Linked DNA regions of Mus musculus: region 2 is linked to region 1. A link is a contact called in public HiChIP or PLAC-seq data. All regions are on one chromosome and are shown on one strand. Each heading gives the region's core, a stretch centred on a gene start, on an enhancer-like site or on the middle of the called end of the contact. The rest is flanking DNA. Distances are from core to core; before and after follow the strand shown. Region 1 holds the start of Pou2f1 (POU domain, class 2, transcription factor 1). Region 2 overlaps Dusp27 (dual specificity phosphatase 27 (putative)).

Region 1 (3,370 bases), core at 502-3,001:
AGCTGTTTTTATGCTGGAAGGTCCCCAAGAGGATGTGTTTTGCCTGCGGAGGAGGGGACTCGAGTGGCAGTTGATGGGGGAGTCATTTTGGTTATTAGTAAATAAATCAAGCAGCAGAGAACAGGGCCTAGGCAACTAGGGCAGTCCAGGCCTAGTTCTCTCCTTGTCTTCCCAGCACAGACTGGGTTTGATCTCAGAGTCCTGTGGATTGCCAAGGAGGAGGAGAAGGAAAAAAAAAAAAAAAGAATCATATCGAACCACAAAAGCACATGGGGCGAATGTAAAATATAAACACGGCGTTGGGCTGTGAGTGGCTGTTATTAAAGGTCTGAATTACTAAACATGAGAGGCGGGGAAAGCCAGGCGGCCATTTCAAGAATATAAACCTCCCTGAATTAGACATTATTCAAATGAGAAGCAAGTAGAGAAGACCCAGCACGCAGCTAGAAAGCACTACCACACACAGTCAGGGAGGGGGATCTCCGTGTCTAGCCACCACCCCCGCTCCCCGCAGTACAGGAGAAATCTAGAATATGATCAACTTGTCAGGCCAGCCCTTTGAGGGCAGGAGGGCAATCCTTTACGGTCCAGTTCTCGGGTGACCTCCGAGAGCTCCGAGGCCTCAGAGCGAGAGGGTCCCCAAGGCTACCAGCGCGTGGGGGGGGGGGGATGTGCGCGGAGGAGCTACCAGACCCCGCGAGCACCTCCAACCCAACTGTCCCGCGCGACCCACAGCAGCGCGGACCTCTGGGTGAGGGCCCGGGACACACGGACAACCGAAGCCATTTCCACGGAGGGGAACTTCCCCGAGGGTTCCTCCCACCTAGCCCAGCCTCCAAAGGGTCCGGGGGACCCCAGAGCGAGCTCACAACCCGAAGGCCAGCTCACAGGGCCCACGCCACGCTGCCCCTAACCAGAGACACGGACTGGCTGGGGTCAGGCCGCTGCCCCGGGCACGAGCAGGGCGCGGCTGAGGGGCCCCGGGCCGTGACCCCCGGGCTCGGCCCCACGCGGACCCCCCGCACGGCCGGGGGCAGGGCACCACTCCCCGGTGCGTCCCGCAGCGAGCAGCGTTCCCCAGCCCGAGCCCGCGCCGGCTCCCAATCCTGGGGGGGCGCCGCGCGGGTGTCCGGCCACCGGGGTCCGCTCGGGCCCCGCCGCCCACCGGCATTGTGCTCGCCGCCACCTCTGGCCCCTCCACGCCCCCCCACCGCCCGTCCAGGTCTCCCGCCCGCACCCCGCCGCGCCCCGCCAGCCCAGCAGCTATGAATATGTAAAATGTCTTTATTGTCCTCTCCCGGTGCCCCGGCCCCGCCGCCTGCCGTGGACCCGCTTAGATTCGGGCACCGTGCGAGGAGGCGGCGGCGGCCGGCGGAGGAGGAGGGCCGGTGCCGGCGGGCGGGCCGGCGCGGCAGCCGCGGGGTGGGCCGGGGGCAGGAGGAGCGCGGTGGCTCACAGCCCCCTTTGCCCCGGGTCTTCTTCCCCCTCCGCCCGGCCGCTCCGAGCTCCTTTTCCCCCTCCGCTCGGCGCCCAGAGGGGGCTGTGTTCCCCGGCCCCCCATCTCCTCGCCGTTAATTATAATAATCCTGAGTACTAATAAATTATGCTAAGTCGCGGGGGGGGCAGCGGGAGCCCGGCTCGAGTATGAATATGAATATGTAAAATGCTGTAATGATTACCTGCTGCTGCTGCCGCCGCGGCTGAACTCTCATCTTGACTCGCTGCTCCTCCGTCCGCCATTTTGAATATTTTAACCAAAATCGCCCGGTCGATAAACCCTCCCTCGCTCCCGCTCCCCTCCCCCTCCCGCCCTGCTCGCCGCCTCCCTCCTCTCCGCACCCTCCCGTTCCTTCCTCTCCCGAGGCGCGCGCCAGGGGGCGCCCGAGGCCGGCGCTGCTCTCCGCCGGCCCCCTTGGAAGAGCTCCACCCCCCTGCGCGCGCGGTGCGCACGCGCGTCCAGGCTGCAGGGACCCCGCCCCCTCAGGCTTCTAAAGTGCCCCCTAACCTGCCAATCATCTCTTCCTTGTTTTGTTTTTTTTTCTTTCCCCCTCCCGTCCGCGCCGCTGTGCGCACGCGCAGTTTTCTCCACGCGCCGGAGAGGTAGGAAGCGCATGCGCGTCTCTTCGCCCCCTCCCTCCCCCCGGGAGCGCGGCTTCACCCCAAAGTGTAGTATGTCAAGTGCTTGTTTACGTCTCGGGATGGGCTTCCCGTCTTCCGTGTTAGTCCCCTCCCGGATAAGTTCGGGGTTTCCACGGCGGTACTGTAAAAGGGCAACATGCCCGGCGTCTCGCCGCGAGGACACGCGTGAGGGACTAGCGAGCGCTCCACGGCCGCGCACTTTTTCAGGACTCCCTCGCAGTTGACTGCGACAATGGAGGGGACCGCTCCCCGCCGAGGTAATTTCCGGCCCTGTGTGCAGGTGGGGGCGGAAACGCCCTCGGCGGGCAACGGGCACGAGGCACCTGCTGGGCCACGCGCGGACGTCCCGCTTTAAATTTGAATCCGAGCTAATCCCCGCCCCGCGCCTCAGCCCACGCCGCAGATTCGGGGCGGGGCCGGCGGGCGGACTCCTGGGGGCGTGTCCTGGCGGCTCTAATTAGCCAGGCAAAGAGTCGCCTCCACTTGTCGCGCGTGCCCGGCCCAGCCTCTGTGGGAGCGGCCGTCCGAGTCGCCCGGACGCCCTTGCACGCGCCCACCCGTGCGAAACAAACAGACCCCATCTGCGTAGGGATTCTTTTTTCTTTTTTTTTTTTTTTCTTCTGGAGCACCTTTTAAAGGCTAATTGTAAACTGACCTGATTAAAACCATGCAAGTTGGCAATAGCGCCAACGGTTACGAATTCTCTTTGCTCTGTCGTTCAGTAAATACGATCGCGGGGGGCGGGGGGTGGGGGTGGTGATATTCCTCTTGTGACCATCTTCCTAAGTAATTAGCCAAAATATTGCCCAGATTGCTCCTTTATTGCAAAAAAAAAAAAAAAAAAAAAAAAAAAAAAAGGCCTGGATGAAGACCCAAATCTATTTTACTAATTCTTGACAAGTCCCAAGATTTTCCTAAAAAAATTTCTAAGGATAAAAACAAAAATATTGTGTGGTAAGAATAAATAGGTCCTAGGCTGTCCTTGAGAGGGGTATTCCTAAGTTTCAACTGGGTAAAACTGCAGGTTCTGCACACACACACACTCACACACACACACAGCCCTAAACACCCTAAATAAACAGATCCCTACCTGGAAGCAATTATTTTAGCGGTTAAAGTTTTCATTGTGAGCCCGAGGTTGCTTGTTGAATTCTTTACTCTGCACAAGTACACCTAAAACTGTCTGTCTGTTACAGCTAGTGATTTGAGGTGAGATTGATTTATTCGAAGT
Region 2 (3,407 bases), core at 693-3,192, 100 kb after region 1:
TGTGCGGGCCCGATGGGTTGAACTTGGTGTGTTTGCCTTGACTCTGTTCATCCGCGCTCAAGTCACACAGGACTTGTCCCACGGACATCAGAGAGGGTGCCCTGCCCCCACTGCTGTCACTTCTGAAACACTGGGGTTCATTTCTACCTTCTCCCCACAAACTCGTGAGAGGAGAAATAAGGAAGTGGGGTAGGGGGGCAGAAGATAGGAGCTCAAAGCTGGAAAGTTCCCTTTACAGCATCCTGTAAGCCACACCCCCACCATCGGGGCCCTGCAGGATGCTGACAGCAATGGGAACTCATGGGCTCACAGATCCACAGACACACACACCTCCTTCCATGGGGCAGATCTAACTTTTGGAGAGTTCTTTCATTTATTTGGGTAAAGTATAGCCTACTGCCTCCAGCGCGTCTATGCTGATGTTCTGGGATCAACCACAAACTCATCTGTATGAAGCAGACCCTTTGTACAAAGGCCCTTACAAAAATCACTATCATATTTGTTTTGCTTTGTTTTGGTTTTCTGAGTCTTTTAAGCTTTTCCCTCCTGACTATAGCCACCCTCTCCCTAATATTAAATCAAAACATTGAACTATTAGTTAGTTAGTTTGTTTTCATGAGGAATTGTTTCTAGGATAGAACAAGGTATTTCCAGTTTAGACAACTCACATAGAGTAGGTTCCCTCATCATTTGTCCTGGACACCTAGCCTTCACTCATGCCATCTGTATTGATCATTTTTCACTACTATAACAAAATACCTGAGGCAGGTTACTTTATAAAGAAAGTAAGGGTTTTTTTAGGGGGAGGGGCTATTATGATTCTGAAGGTGCATCATTTAGAGGTTGTATCTAATAACAACCTTTCTGATGGTAGAGTCCTGAGGCAGTCGCAGCAGAGGGTAAAAGACGTAAAGTGTGTGTGTGTGTGTGTGGGGGGTGCGCTCACACACACACACACATACACACGAACACCACACACACATGCACATGTGCCCCTAATCTCTGTCTCTTAAAAAGCTACAAGAAGGGCGTGGTGGTGCATGCCTTTAATCCCAGCACTTGGGAAGCAGCGGCAGGCAGATTTCTGAGTTCGAGGCCAGCCTGGTCTACAATGTGAGTTCCAGGACAGCCAGGGCTCCACAGAGAAACCCTGTCTCGAAGAAAAGAAAAAAAAAAAAGCTACCAGGATTAAGTCGTGAGGCCTCCATCCTAACGACCTTATCTGATCCTCTCTTAAATGCTGCATCTTCAAACTCTAGTGTTAGACCAGTTTCCACCCTCTCATTGTCTAAAAACCAACTGGGGTTAATTTTCAGGTCAGGAAACCCTGGGAGGGGGCACTCGGCCATCTAAACCATAGCATTGCTTGCAGTGAGGATAACAGGTCAAACAATGACCTTAAATTCTTCTATATCAACTGAAATCTATAAAACTTGGAAAAAATTCCACCTGCCACTAAGTCATGTCTCTCATCTTGTAGTATGTTTTAAGCATAAGGATAACATCACAAATCCCTACGGATACTTTTGGTCTATGTGGTCTGTTCTTCCAGCCTACAGAAGCTTCCGGAAGTCTCAGCTGTACCATTCAGCAGACATGTTGTCCCCTGGCCTCCCCTTCTGCTTTGCATCTTTCATAAATGTGACAGACACTCTGTCAGTACCTTCATTCTAATGGCTGTTTAAGATGCAGCCTGAGACCCCTGGAGACCTTCTTCCTGGCTGCCATCAATCTATTTGCCAACAGCCTTTGGAGATGTTTGCTAAATCGGCAGGAGTCCTAGCTGATAATAGGAGCTGGGGATGATTCCTTTATTATTATATATTTTTTTTGCGCCAGTAAGGCCATGCCTTTGTCACAAGAGGTCAGAGACTGAAACCTACAAGGACCCAGGGCCCAGGGAGGCTGCTATTGCCAGGAGGCAGCAGCCACTAGAGGGGGTAAGTGAGCAGAGCCAAAATAATAAAGGCCTCTGTTTCCTGTTCAGCCCTTCCCACCACACCTGGGCCTCACCGAAGGACCTTTTTCTTAACCTTCGTGCAGGGTCACAACCTCTGCTGTTAAGATCAAGATCCTGCACTTGTCCTTTGACAAGCCAGCTCACTTTCAGGACGGTACTGCCTAGTGTTCGTCACGAGGGCGTCGAATCCTGCCCTAGCAGGAAGCAGGCTAGCAGAAAGCAGGCCAGGAATGGGGGCAAGTCTTTCTTTGCTGTGTCCTTTGCTCCTGGGCTTCTTCTGCAGAACCTGAGGGAAGCAGCCTGAAGGACAAGGAGAGACAGGGGGAGCTGGGCCTTAGGGTTTCCACTCGCTTCATCCAAGCAAGAGCAGGATTGTTCTCTTTCCTCTCCTATGTGCAGGGGCCACAGGCAACGGGATCACTCACAGGACAGAACTTGTCTAGCATATGGGAGGACCTAGCCACAGCACCAGGCAAGAGGCGCTGAGCAGAACTTCAGCGGGCACCCTCCATGACGAAGTAAAACAACTGTATCATTAAAGCAAGGCAGGAAGACAGGGAAAATTGTGGGGACAGGGGAATGGGGATGAGCCCCACCCCCACCCCGTTGAAGCCTCTCACCAATGGGGAGCAAGAGTTCCAGCAACTAGGTAACAGTGCTGCAAAGATGGCCCTCATAATGATAGCATTCCTTTCATATATGGACATTTTGTTACAACAGCAATGATATAGGTTTAAGGCCTGGATGTGTGTGACCTCGGACAGGTTTCATTTCTCTCCCTGACATTTTCTGGGGGATCTCAAACAAGTCTATGAACTTTGGTTATAGTGAAGACGCTTAACTTCCCGCATCCCCAGCGATCCAGAGTTTGACCTTATCAACAGCCATCCTGTCCGGTGCCCTTCAGGAACCACCCTGAGGTCTCATTTAAACTTGAAATCCTTTAAAGATAATAGCTCTGGAGCCCTACCAGAACGGCGTGTGTGGCTACTGTGAAGGCAGCCAAGTGGCTCTCTGTCGCGGCAGCCAATGCCTATGCTCCTGGGGTGCCCCGCTTTCTTCTTAAGCTCCTCTCTTTCTATCAACCCCTGTTTTGAAATGTGCTAAAAATGTCTTTTAATAAACACCAAGCCTGCCTCATACTGGCTCATCCTGAAATCCTTTTGTGTCAAGGATCTGGTTGTACCTCAGAGGAGGTCCCCAAAAGATTAAGGGAGAGCCTCAGGCTGATGTGGGTAATGGTATGGAGCTGTGCCTCTGTCCCCGCCACCACTGACAGGATGAAAACTTTCTATCGATAAAATGGCTCCAGGAAGATGGCCAACGTACACAGTCATCACTTTGTTTAGCAACTGGGATGATTGGGGGGTGGAAGGCCCATCTGGATAGGGACCCTGTTTCAAAGATGAAAGAGTGTCACCAGAGGCAGCGCTGGGCTTGAGCAAGA

The links. HiChIP or PLAC-seq counts read pairs in DNA pulled down with a chosen protein or histone mark.
Region 2: a contact with region 1 is called in an H3K4me3 HiChIP or PLAC-seq map of the SCID.adh cell line, with 14 read pairs. The contact joins the enhancer-like site here to the promoter of Pou2f1 in region 1. A contact is called at or near these places in 6 of 39 promoter capture datasets (the 3T3-L1 cell line, cranial neural crest, embryonic stem cells and 3 more), 3 of 15 datasets of contacts at CTCF or cohesin (CD8 T cells, the G1E-ER4 cell line and embryonic stem cells), 29 of 484 Hi-C or Micro-C datasets (8-cell embryo, the C2C12 cell line, the HPC-5 cell line and 11 more), 22 of 115 datasets of contacts at active chromatin or transcription factors (the HPC-7 cell line, the SCID.adh cell line, Th17 cells and 8 more) and 3 of 9 other capture datasets (adipose tissue, liver and pancreatic islet).

Annotation. Positions count from the first base shown.
Region 1 is chr1:166,000,883-166,004,252 of GRCm38.p6, forward strand. Pou2f1 (POU domain, class 2, transcription factor 1) reads right to left here and starts at 1,752. Exons shown (of 16, transcript NM_198932.3): 1 at 1,680-1,752. The coding sequence starts at 1,740.
Region 2 is chr1:166,101,454-166,104,860 of GRCm38.p6, forward strand. The region is part of intron 5 of Dusp27 (dual specificity phosphatase 27 (putative)); the gene reads right to left. Among named protein-coding and RNA genes, the nearest start is that of Dusp27, 25 kb to the right of the region's middle. Within about 2 kb of position 1,943, at least 24 of the 459 cell types and tissues checked have an H3K27ac peak or open chromatin away from gene starts, as enhancers often do. A contact at or near this core is called in the SCID.adh cell line, bone marrow-derived macrophages and double positive thymocytes, where this site is marked.